3 separate regions of the Mus musculus genome follow, and regions 1 and 2 are each linked to region 3. A link is a contact called in public Hi-C and HiChIP or PLAC-seq data. All regions are on one chromosome and are shown on one strand. The core of a region is the stretch at or near the end of the contact, and the rest is flanking DNA. Distances in the headings are between cores, read along the strand shown. Region 1 has its middle 15 kb from the start of Gpr15. Region 2 has its middle 100 kb from the start of 4930461C15Rik. Region 3 holds the start of St3gal6 (ST3 beta-galactoside alpha-2,3-sialyltransferase 6).

The links. A called contact is a pair of places that touch in the nucleus more often than the background predicts. HiChIP or PLAC-seq counts read pairs in DNA pulled down with a chosen protein or histone mark.
Region 1: a BATF HiChIP or PLAC-seq map of CD8 T cells shows a contact between it and region 3, with 7 read pairs. The contact joins the enhancer-like site here to the promoter of St3gal6 in region 3. A contact is called at or near these places in 3 of 39 promoter capture datasets (the HPC-7 cell line, liver and stem cell-derived epiblast-like cells), 1 of 15 datasets of contacts at CTCF or cohesin (CD8 T cells), 3 of 484 Hi-C or Micro-C datasets (B cells, group 2 innate lymphoid cells and neural progenitor cells), 5 of 115 datasets of contacts at active chromatin or transcription factors (CD8 T cells, effector CD8 T cells, memory CD8 T cells and 2 more) and 2 of 9 other capture datasets (adipose tissue and liver).
Region 2: a contact with region 3 is called in a Hi-C map of uterus, with 2.8 times the contacts expected there. The contact joins the enhancer-like site here to the promoter of St3gal6 in region 3. A contact is called at or near these places in 7 of 39 promoter capture datasets (the 3T3-L1 cell line, 3T3-L1-derived adipocytes, embryonic stem cells and 3 more), 8 of 484 Hi-C or Micro-C datasets (the HL-1 cell line, brown adipocytes, liver and 3 more), 1 of 115 datasets of contacts at active chromatin or transcription factors (fibro-adipogenic progenitors) and 1 of 9 other capture datasets (adipose tissue).

What each region holds. Positions count from the first base shown.
Region 1 is chr16:58,702,077-58,705,743 of GRCm38.p6, reverse strand. No RefSeq gene overlaps it. Among named protein-coding and RNA genes, the nearest start is that of Gpr15, 15 kb to the left of the region's middle. Within about 2 kb of position 2,168, at least 81 of the 459 cell types and tissues checked have an H3K27ac peak or open chromatin away from gene starts, as enhancers often do. A contact at or near this core is called in B cells, CD8 T cells, adipose tissue and 5 more, where this site is marked.
Region 2 is chr16:58,301,591-58,305,764 of GRCm38.p6, reverse strand. No RefSeq gene overlaps it. Among named protein-coding and RNA genes, the nearest start is that of 4930461C15Rik, 100 kb to the left of the region's middle. Within about 2 kb of position 2,109, at least 29 of the 459 cell types and tissues checked have an H3K27ac peak or open chromatin away from gene starts, as enhancers often do. A contact at or near this core is called in adipose tissue, fibro-adipogenic progenitors and uterus, where this site is marked.
Region 3 is chr16:58,522,036-58,526,238 of GRCm38.p6, reverse strand. It overlaps St3gal6 (ST3 beta-galactoside alpha-2,3-sialyltransferase 6), which reads left to right and starts at 2,813. Exons shown (of 11, transcript NM_018784.3): 1 at 2,813-3,163.

The sequences.
Region 1 (3,667 bases), core at 919-3,418, 180 kb before region 3:
TTAAAACAGGGAGGACATCAGCCCTGAAGCCCTCCCTCAAATGCCCATCATTGTGTCCAGAAGGCTGCTGTAGTCAACCTGACAAGGCCTTGCCATAGAACTATTTGAGTCTGAAACCCTTAATGGAACACATCCTCCAGCCAGTATTTCCCTTTGTCTCAGTTGGCTTCATCTCTTTAACTGCCTTTCTACCCAAAAGAATAAGCTAAGTTTTCTCCAAGTTCTAACTAAGCCAGATTGGCAAATGATGCAGCAAAGGGCTTCCATTCTCCATGCCTCTGCTCCATGGGTGTGACTAACCAGCTGTACTGGTTTCTGCAAATGGTAAAATACAGTCAGTAGACTTTTTCTCTGTGAGCAGTGTCTATTGGCCAAAGGGTATTGGCTTCTGCTTCCTTCCTCATTTAACATGGGCCTTTAAACCCCTCAGTAATACAGACTACAAAGGCTTTGGCAGGGTCCCTTGCAATAAATCCATTTCCACAGAGTAATAACATATGCCCAGTAATTAGCCTTCTCTCAGCATTGCTAATAAACCAGCCTTTGCTATCTGTTCCTGCTCATCTGTGTCACCCCTGAATTAAGAAGTAGTCATAACTAATTAACATCCAGCCTTCAAGAAGGTCATAGTGCTTGCTATAAATACTCTGCAAAGCAATGTGTCTTCTTACAGGCTTAGGGCTTATAACCTAAGCCAGTGTTTTTCAACTTCCTAGTGAGATTGGGGTTCAACTGGAGTAGAAAGTATATAAAATAGGAGGGTGCCATTGCTTTAATATTAATCATATACCACATCTTGAGGGAAAGTAAGTTTAAAGCCTGTCTAAGACATTTAAAATAAAAGCTTTGTGACACACAATGTGTAGCAGGGGACTAGTTGAGAGAAGAATGAGGATAGTTACATGACAGAAAACATCGTCCTTTATTTTTCTGTTCTCAAATATGCAGCATTACTAAGTCAAATACTGACAAGTCACTAAAAGTGTTCTGTGGAAGTTGTTCCTAAATGTTAGAACCTGTTTAGAAGGAAACCAGCAGTCACCATGGGTATTAACCCCAGGTCTGAAACTGGTAGGATTAGAGTAGATGGACTATAAATGTGCTCCACCTTAAGCCATCTGGCAACATTCGTCTTGTGTGTCTTCATTTATTCAGCTGATCATCAAGATGCTAACCTATCTAAACACTGTGGTCTAAGTAATCTTAAAGAATTTTCATAAAAAGAAAAAAATAAGCAGTTGGGCCAGGATGTTACCTGCTTCCTTGATCAAAATTGTGTTGGTTTTTGCTATCCTTCTCTACTGGGCTATAGAATTTTCTCCAGTTTCTAGCACTCTCATGCACCATCCTAATTTCCAAATCTCCTGTGTTCAAAGACTCACTCTATCCAGGCTTATACAATAAAATCAGGAGATAAGAAAAAAAAAAAAACACTTTGGAATAGGGCTTAGGGCTAAGGGAATCCAAAGCACTATTGGTTTGCTTTCCTCCCAAAGGATACATGAACTGAGCAATAAGAAAAAATCCTTCCCTACTCTCTTCTTATGTGACCAACCATCTCCTTTATAAGCAGGTGATTATTTACAAATCTGATCTTATAAAGTGGTTTAGAACTGAGTCCCATTTGGAGTCACTCCACACTGTATTTTTGTGTTTCTCCCGTGACTTATGAGAGTGATTTAACTGTGAAACATTCCAAGCATTTAAACAAAGAATGGTTGTAATTTAAAAGATAAGAAAGCAACCGTGGCTAAAACACAGGGCAAGGGTTATGAAAACACTCACCTAAGCCAAGTTTATCTCAGAAGGAAGAGGAAACAGAATGCAGGCTAAGCAGAGTTTTCTAAAATTGGACCAGGTCACCCGGGGCGACTGCGAATTAAGAGTAAACACCTCTGCCCTCCTCTTTTCAAAATGCCTTGTCTGTATGTGCAGAAATGTACCTTAAACGACAAAAAGTCACAGAGTACTGCTTTTCATATTTCAAATAAGATTCATATTTGCCAGTTAAAACAGTTCTGTGGAATCCAGAAAGACAAATGAGAGGCAAGAAGAGAGAAAGAGAGGGAAGTGGGAGAAGCATCCCAGAAGGCTTTTTCTGGAACCTCTTCAGCTACAGAGGAGGTGGGGCCAGCCTGAGCCTAGCGTGCCATTCTTGAAGCACCCTTGGGGTGACTCATTTGTTTTATCGTTTCTCATGAAATCGAGAGGTGGTGGCCATCACTGGAGAGTAAAGTGTGACATGCTGACTGATCTCATTACTTAACAAAGGAAAGCAATCACACGCAAGGAGCAGAAACTCCCCACTCCTCTACTCCCAGGGGCTTCATAGAAAGGCTATTTCCACCCAAGAAGACAGGTGTCAAATGAAAACATGGTCAAGAAGAAGAGAATAAACATCTTTTTATAAAAATGTAACACTAGTAATGAACAATCGGGATTTCCACCACTCCCCTCACTGCAGAATTTATCTTCGTATTTTTAAAGTTCTCTCCTTTTCTAAATGTAACACACAGCTTTTAATTGTCCAAAGATCCCCTTGTGGTTTACTTCCTCTCAAATAGATACAACTCTAATAGAGCAATAGGATAAAAATGTCACATGTCTGTCCTAGAGATTGCTGGGGTTCGAGAAGTAATACCCCAAGTATGTCACTTGAGCATGCTGAAAACTTTGAGCTAAGCAGAATAGGAAGACCTCGGAACCAAGGTCTGTAACCTTCTGCCCTCTCACTCTAACTCCCTATTCTCTCAAGGTGTGGGGAGAAGCTTTTCCTGACATGTTTCATATGCCAAAAGATGCACAAGTCACTGCCATTGTCCTGAGTCCCCTCTGAAGGAATTGCCTCCATGTGGAAGAAAGCAAATTACATTGCAGAAAAGATGGAAGATACACCGTCTACTGTGACAGGCAGGCTCTGTCACAGACTGTCACCAGGTCTTCAGAGAGATGCTCAGACACAACTTGTCTGTGTAGCAAATCGGCCTTGTTTCCATTCCACTGGCTCAGCACAGGCTCCATCTCAATCTTCTTGAAGATGCTCCAAGCTCCTACTCTCTTCATCCTCAGGGTGCTTACCTGCAAATATGAGCTGTTCGTCATGTATCATGTCTGCGGGACGTTTGTGCATGCGTGCAATTTAAATGGTTTTTCTCTGGTCAGTCTGTCTATGGTCCGTTTATTTAGATTTATTTATTAAAACATCAAAGAGAGTGGGAGGAGGTTTCCATCGTCATCAGACACCAATGAGCTAAAAGAAGGAAGTGATCATACAGCAAGGAAACACGGAAGAAGTCAGCTTCCCTCTCTCCTGGAGCAATGGGGGCATTAATTTAGCCTGAGCTAAAATAAATGGCAGAGACAGGTTTCTGATGTTGTGCCACACTTGGAAAAGAAAGAGCACAGCTTTCGTGGGTCATTTACTGGGGTAAAATGGATAAATGTACTTCACTAAATATGTTCCAGACATATCTAAGTTGTCCTTAAAACAATAAGATAAACTAATTCTTCAGTCTTATAGATGGGAAGGTAAGCGCATCCCATTCAGGGACAAGCAGAGACAAACTGGCAGAATCCAGGCAGGCAGACCTCAATGCATGTCTGCGGCTTGCATGCTTCAGGGGCATCGTTCTCTTTGTGAGTAATAACCAAAATCTTGGCATCACTT
Region 2 (4,174 bases), core at 860-3,359, 220 kb after region 3:
TCTGAATATTTTTGAATAAATGTTTGCATTTGTCTTTTTGTTCAGTATTTATTTGAAAAGAATGTAACATATATAAATTAAGAAGGCCCAGATGGTAATATCTATTTACCAAAAACCATTACTATATATACATAAATTATTTGGCATCTCCTTTTGAATGGTTTTAGCAAATAAAAATATACTAGATAAATATTAAAACCCCTACCACCAAGTTATCTAGGCGATGAAAGCAGAGCACCACCAAGTTATCTAGGCGATGAAAGCAGAGCAAAGAATGAAGATGCTTGCTGCCTAAGGTCGCGTCATCTTGGAAACTAATTGGTCTCAGTGTTTCAGCCTGCACAATGGGGATGCGGATAAGGTTGGGGGTGGAAGTGGGGGTGTGGGATGAGTTCTCATTCTATTCAGTGAGTGGGACATTCTAGGAAAGATAAAAATTCCTCAGGAAGCATCAAGGTCTTGGGTAACTGCCCAGTAGAGAGTTAGAATAATGAACTGCCCTTCTTACCTGAATGAGGTATCCCTCAGGACTCTCATTTCGTATTCTAGCACCCTTTTGGAAGGGTTCCATCTCTTCAATTAGTTGCTAGTGAACATGAAGAGTCTGCTTCCCAAGGCTCTTTGATTTGAAAGATATTGATTAACAATTACCGGCCAGAAGATGGTAACAATTTTTCTATTTTAGTGAGTTACCCTTAAAATCGACTTTAAGAGCTTCTAGTCATCATGGCCAAGAGTATTAAATCAAAGCATGCATGTCACCAGTCTTCCCCCAAATATTAGAATTTCTGGTTCCTATAGTTTTGAGCAGAAGGGAACCTGAAACCTGGAGTTTTTCAGTCTGTAGAAGCACGCACAGTAGGTAAGAACAACTAGAGACCGCCCCACCTAGGGATCCATCCCATCTTCAGACACCAAACCCAGACACTATTGATGATACCAAGAAGCCTGTTAATAGCTGTCCCCTGTGAGGCTCTGCCAGAGCCTGACCAATACAGATGCAGATGTACACAGCTAGATGACTGAGCTCAGGGACCCAAATAGAGGAATTAGGGCAAGAATTGTAGGAGCTGAAGGGATTTGTAACCCCACAAGAAGAACAACAATATCAACCAACCAGACACCCCCCCCCCCAAAAAAAAATCTCCCAGGAACTAAATCACCAACCAAAGAGTACACATGGAAGGACCCATGGCTTCAGCTGGATATGTAGAAGAGGATGGCTTTAGTGGTGGGCATCACAGGGAGGAGAGCCCCTTGGTCCTGTGGAGGCTCAGTGACCCAGGGTAGGGGAATGCTAGGGCACTGAGTCAAGAGTGTGTGGGGGAGCACCCTCATAGAGGCAGGGGGAGGGGGAGGGGATGGGGGCTTGTAGAGGGAAAATGAGGAAGGGGAATAACATCTGAATGTAAATTAAAAAAAAAACAATGAGAAAGTGAAAAAAAGGAAAAAAAAAAGAAGTAGGAAGTTTTGGGGTGGCCTTCAACACATTCCCGGACATGGGTGAGTTTAGTGTTTATTGTGAACTCTTTGATACCATGGCATCAGCTAAAAAAATGTAGCTCCAGAGCATGTCATACCATAAACAAAACAAGACACAACACCCAAAAATACCAACCCCCCCCCCCCCCCGCAAACCTCTAAGCAATTAATGCGTTCGTTTGGTAAGCTTCCTTGATTTGATTAGGCCTACAATAGTATCCTAGGGAACCGATTATAGTGAATTTGAGTTCTCATATCTCACGTCTTCTCCTGGAAAATTAGTAAAAGCAGCATTTTTCAAAAACACTCATCTCTTATCTTTTGTTATTGTAAAATGCAAAACATATTTTTCTAGTCTTACTGGGAGATGCCAAAGGGCCCGCCCTGACTCCCTGGCTTCTCACTGTTCCTTCTTTAATTGCTTTTACATCATGAAGTCTGAGCGCTTGTACTTAACACAGCCCGGTGAACTCAACTAGGCTGAAGGACCTCGGCTTTAAAATTTTCAGTCTGTGAAGGATTTTTTTTTTCTTCTTCTTCTGTTTCACAAGCCTAAAGGGTCAAAGGTCAAACCTTTTCAGCTGCAGATGAGGTCATGCTTGCTGACGGACTGCAGCTGATCACAATAAAAACAGGGTCTCCCATGTGACCAGTCCTCCCCATTGAGGAACAGTGATGTCATCTCTGCTGAGACAGGATGAGACATGTTTAAAACTTGTTTTAAAACACATAAATTTTTCTTCTGATTTCACCACGTTTTTTTTCATGTGTTTTAAGACAAGGATTCATTTGATTATCATCTCAAATGAAAAAAAAATGATAGATAACATAGATGGAGCTTACATCTTGCATGGCGTCGTTCATCTCTATTAAGCTGAGCTCTGTGAAATCAGCATTCTAGTTGGCCAAAAGATTACATACATTCTATCAAGGAGTGGGAGGGAGACCATGAGTCTCCACCCCAACTGAGGAGCTGTGGAGAGTAACGGCTTCTGGGGGAGGAGGAATTAGTTTTCTTTATGGGTTAGGCTCCTGGTAGGTTTTTCACTCTCCAGTGAATTCTCTAGCAGTATAGACAACACAAATTGAACTTGATAGGCTTTTTACTCAGGTCTTATTTAGGAATATATATGTGTATTCCTAAATAAATATATATTACATGTGTAATATATTATAATATATATTAATGTATTATGTTATTATATAATTATATTAATATATGTATGCATATGTGTGTATATACAAATACATATATGTACGTAATAACAATTAAAGAAAAAAGAGGCCTTGAATTTGAAGAGCTGGCAGGGGTATATGGGAAGGTTTGGAGGTTAAAAAGGGAAAGGAGAAATGTAATTAAATTGTAGTCTTAAACAAAAAGCCATGGAATTGTGGAGGTACAGAATACTATTACATATTGTCAGTCTCATAGTCCAAAGACCCTTGCATCTGGGAACATTCAATGTCTTTCTGTCTTGAGAGATGGCTCAATGGTTAAGAGCACTGGCGGTTCTTCCAGAGGTCCTGAGTTCAATTCCCAGTTCCCACATGGCAGCTCACAGCCATCAATAATGGGATCTGATGCCGTCTTTTGCTATGCAGACAGACATGCACACAGTGCACCCCCCCCACACACACATTACATTAAATAGTGCATATAATACATTAGATAAATAAGTCTTTTTAAAAAATCTTTCATGAGTTCCAGACCCAGAAGGACCTTAGTTTAATTTCTACCTGTGCCATTTGTCATCTGAGTGATACTAATTTTTTTTTGGATAAGTTATGAAACTTATGAAAACTCGGTTATGAAAACTAAAGATCGTAGCGTGATCACCTCGAGCTCTGTGTCACAAATGTAAAATTTTTGCTCGTGAGTGGTGTTCAGGGAAACAAGTCTTTGCATGTTTAATAAAGATGCCATTATCTTCTGAGTATTTTCTACCCTTGGTTGATTAAATCTCGTATGTGTACAGCCTTTCTGTTTGGGTGCATATCAGTATTGTGTAACAGTGTCTTTGGGTATAGTTTGAATCTGTAAAGTAATAATAGGTACCAATTATTACAGTTTGTTATTTTAGTGAACAAAGGATAGCTGAGCCATGAATCATGCAGATTGGATCTAAGCTTCCTGTTAGCATTTCACAGTAGCCATTAAAAGCTACGTAGATACGTTTTTATCCTTTAATGACCCAGTAGAAAGATCCCTGGGTGATATGCAGAAATAAATCAGATTATTTTGCTTTGTATAATATGTATTTTAATCACAAAGTCTTTCTGGGATATAAAATAAGTGAGAAGGAGTTTTAACAAGCTAAGAATATAGAATTTTAATGGACAACCAAGGAGAAAAACAGAAAATGAAGAAAACAGAAGCATCACACAAAGACAAAAGAAACACTCTTATAAAAAGCCTTGCAGAGAAAAGAGTGAAGCAATGGATGGGATTCCCTGCTTGGGATATGAGACTGTGCAAGCATTTCAAGCATGTCAGATTGAGGAACTGGCAGGACCATATCCTACGAATTCACTTCCTAGAAACGTGCGGCAGCCTGTGAAAGAAAATATGACCGGCTTCAATGACGTTTGCAAGAAGTGTGTGCAATTGTGTTATAAGTCAATCGATGACCAAAACAGAAGAGCATCTTATTGTGACTGAGACTACACCAAGACACTTTCAGCTGAACCACTG
Region 3 (4,203 bases), core at 1,564-4,063:
AGATAAGTATACATGCATAAATATAGTTGAGACCTCAGTCTGATAGACTTTGGGAAAGTATGGTGCTCCCACTAAGACTGAAGTTTGCAAATGTAATAGCTTTCCCACATTATAGTCCTACTTGTAAGTCACAATACAGACAATTTATGCACTGTGGCTATTCTTTCTGAGAAGTACTTGCTCTTGGAACAAGTGCTCACAGGAGATAAGACCCCATGACAGCTAGATGATAGAACAGGCAGGATATTCACTTAAGCTGTGGAAGGGTTAAATGGAAATAGAATCAGCTTCTTCAGTCAGGCTCAGCCTTGAAGGAGACATTATTTAAAGCTGAATGACCCTCTGGGTGTTGGTGCTTGCCTTTAATCACAGCACTTGGGAGTCAGATGCAGGCAGATCTCTTGAGTTCAAGGCTAGCCTGGTCTAAACAAGAAACAACTCCACAAAACTGAAAAACCCAAGCTTTGAGAAGTGTTTAAGAAGCAAACTCTTAAAAGTTATTACTAAGTTAATGTGTTATAGAGTTAGCTTTTTGGGTATTTTCAGTCTGGGGTTGGTTGACTGTGATCTAACACAACTATTGTAGTGCGAGCACTCACATATGAGTTGGTTTCCTCTCTCAGAACACGTCTTCCATCAATGATGCTACAAAAAGCTGTGCTTGAATAGGATAGGTTTGCACAATCTACCTGGAGCTCCAGAAGAAATACCAGTTTCCTGATTCTTTCTTTAGACCAATGGTTCTCCACATTCCTAATGTTGTAAACCTCATGTTGTGGTGACCCTAACTATAAAAGTATTATTATTATTATTATTATTATTATTATTTATTTATTTATTTATTTATTTTGGGGTTGTTTTTTTGTTTTCAAGACAGGGTTTCTCTGTAAAGCCCTGGCTGTCCTGGAACTCACTCTGTAGACCAGGCTGGCCTCGAACCATAAAATTGTTTTTGTTGGTACGTCTTAACTGTAAATTTGCTACTATTGTGAATCATAATGTAAATAATTTTGGAGCTAGAGGTTTGTTGAAGGAGTCGGAGGAGTCCAAGGCAGGTGAGTAGGTTACAGCTAAACTTTGCAGAATATGCAAAGTCATGGTGGTTACCTAAGTGCAGCTCCTGTCCTCCTCCCTTAGCATATTTCTTTGCAGGATTAAAAAAAAATCTAGGCAGTGGGACTAGAGAGATGGCTCATTGGTTAGAGTCCTCTCTGCTCTTCCAGAGGTTCTGAGTTCAATTCCCAGCAACCACATGGTAAATCAATCTCTCTCTCTCTCTCTCTCTCTCTCTCTCTCTCTCTCTCTCTCTCTCTCACACACACACACACACACACACACACAATCTAGGAGGAGTATAGTGTATTCAGGTAGTATCAGCAGTTGGAAGGATGAGGCAGGAGGATTATCAAGAGTCAGAAGCCAGCTTCGGTTACACAGCAAGATAAAAAAAAACAAAACAAAACAACCTTGTATAAAAGCAACAACACAACAAAAGCAAAACGGAGGAGAATCTAGGAATGCCCCTCCCCATCGCACCACTACACAGATGGGTATCCAGGGACTTCAGAGTCTGAAAAAAGGGAACCGAGATTTCCATGCCAACCTAGATTACACAGGGAAGTGCGGTCAAAAACAAATCGAGCACACAAAACCTAGGAGGTCAGGAGGAATAAAGCAAAATGCGGGTTTCATTTTGAAGATCATGAAGAGAGCATGGGAGAACTCAGCAGAAACTCTAAAAGTTTGTGGTAGTTTTCCAGAAAATTTATCTAGATGGACAAATTCCAGGACTTTTTTTTTTTTTTTTTTGACTACCCTGGTGTTCCAAGAGCCAAGCATATAATTACAAAAGCTATGTGAGTTATGTCAAAGGTAATCTGTAGAAAGGGTAAGAATCGGAATGGTTTGAGCCCTTTCCATGTTTGGATTGGAAAAACAAGTGCAACTTCCTAGGGCTGTTGGTATAATTAAGGAAAATACTAGAAGGTCCATCACACGAGTGGGAGGACTTCGCTGCCACTTGACACACTGTCAGCTTTGAGTTACACCCAGCTCCTTTCCTCCCAGACAGTAGCGCTTCTCTCCCGGAGGTGGATGGAGGTCATTTGATTGCATGTGAGTATTTGACCAGACACTGATTTTTAAAAAGCATTCAGAGCTATGCAAGTCTGAGGGCTTTCTTAATACAAACTTTTTCCTAGTGAAGGCTACAGAAAGAAAGGATAGGGAGAGAGGGAGGGAAGAAGAAAGGAAGAAAAGGAAAGAAGAAACGAGGAAAGGAGTGAAGAAGTGCCCCTTTCATTCTTTCTGAGGTAACGTCTTTTTAAAATATAAGATGAACTATATATATGTCTACACCTACTCCGCTAACACTTTTGTCTTTGAAGAGCAGAGGCAGGAAATTGTGTAGCTTTGTGAACACCTCTCCCTTTCAGCTAGAGACCAAATTACCCACTGTGTCTGATGTCACAGACAGTCCAGGGTGAAACTAAACTCTGTTGCTTTCTGCCTCCCATAAGCGCCTGAAAGGAGAGCCCCTTACAGCCTCCCGCCTTTGCTCCCGCAGCTTTCCCAACAAACCGGGGCAGGATGGGAGTGTCTTCTTGGCTCTGGAAATCAATCCTCCTACCTTGTCCTGAAGCCACCCGCCGCCCTTTCCCGGCCCTCCCTTCGCAGTGATTTTCCTGTCGGGGACTCCCAGCGAGAGCAAGCGGCTGGTGACCGCCCCGCCCTAAAGGTAGGAGCCAGAGAGCACGGCTACCGCCCCGGGGGTCTCTGAGCCCACCGGCAGCCACCGGGCAGCACTTTTCGGCAGGAACTTGGGGGCGGCGGCCACCGAGCATCTGGCGCCAGCAATAAGGAGGAGCTTCCCGCGGCGTAGCACACAGCCGCCGGGGGACCCAGAGTCCGGCGCTGAGAGCTGTAAGGGGAACGTTGGCGGTCTCAGCCTCCGGGCCACACTGCGCCTCGCTCCGCTCTGCTCCTTCGCCACATCGGGGGTAGGGGTGGAGGGAAGGGATCGCGTTCTTGTCACCCCGCTAGCTCAGGCTTCCGCTCGCCGCCTGCTCGGGACCCGATGCTGCAGACGCCACGGGACAGACAGAAGCGCGCTGCGGAGAGCCCTGTGCATGCCTCTGCGGTGGCCGAGCTCGGGCCTCGGCAGGTAACTCTGCGGCTGGCCACGCTGCGGGTCTGCTTAGCTGGGGGTGCGGGGAAGACTGCGTTCCCCGACCCAGCATGGGATTTGGGATGCTGCCCAGGCACTCCGATTCTGCAACCGCTGCGGAGTAGGGAAGGGGACTCTGCGCGCTCTCAGACCCTTCGTCCTCTGCTAAATCACCGGAGCGATGAGGGAACCTTGGGGCCCTGAGATCCTCCAGGCAGCAGGGTGTGCGGGGTGACCAGCCAGGAGCTCTCCTGTAGGGTCCCAGAGCTGCTAGGGAGAACCCAGAGAGAGTGGTGCTCCGGGGCGCTAGGACTCTGCTCTCCTGGATCGCCCCCAATCTATGCAGTGGGAGACCCACAGGAGAGCATGGTTCCTCGATCACCATTATTTCTGAAAGGGTCTGTAAGCGAGGAAGGGTGAATGAGCCTGGAAGGTTCTTTTTTACCTTACTGAGTTTTCCAAGAAATCTTTCTTGGTACAATAAAACTAAACCTAACAAAAAGCCGAGACAGTTTGTTTGGACTGAAGGGCAACGGTGAGAAAACTGCAGTTTTGGCTGCTGTGAATTTTTAAGAGAAGAGAGAAGAAACTTGCTATTTTGCGGTCGTTGCCTAGGGAGCTCTCGTGGGCTTAGCCCCTTCCTTGCGCACTGTTATTTTGATTTAAAAGAAAAATCTATAAAAAGCGATTTCTAGAAAATAAAGAAACTCCAAGTGCCTTTTAGGGATCCTTAGAGGAAGCCAGGAGAAGGGCAGCCAGGGTGTGAAGAATTGTGTTTAAAGGTGATGGGACAGGAAGGACATGGTAGGTGCTAGCCTATTAGAAACCACGTAGATTTCAAATTCAGGAGTCAAGTTTGTTTTTAAGAGAAACACCTTAATGCCATGAATAGTGGATGGTTTAGAAAATAGCAGGTCCTTAATGGCTCCAGTGCCCTGACGTGCCGACCTTCAGGCTTCTTCAGTATGCCCTCAGATGGCCATGCCTCCCTATTAGGCTACCCTGACGATTTGACTTTCCCGGTCTTCAAATCCAGA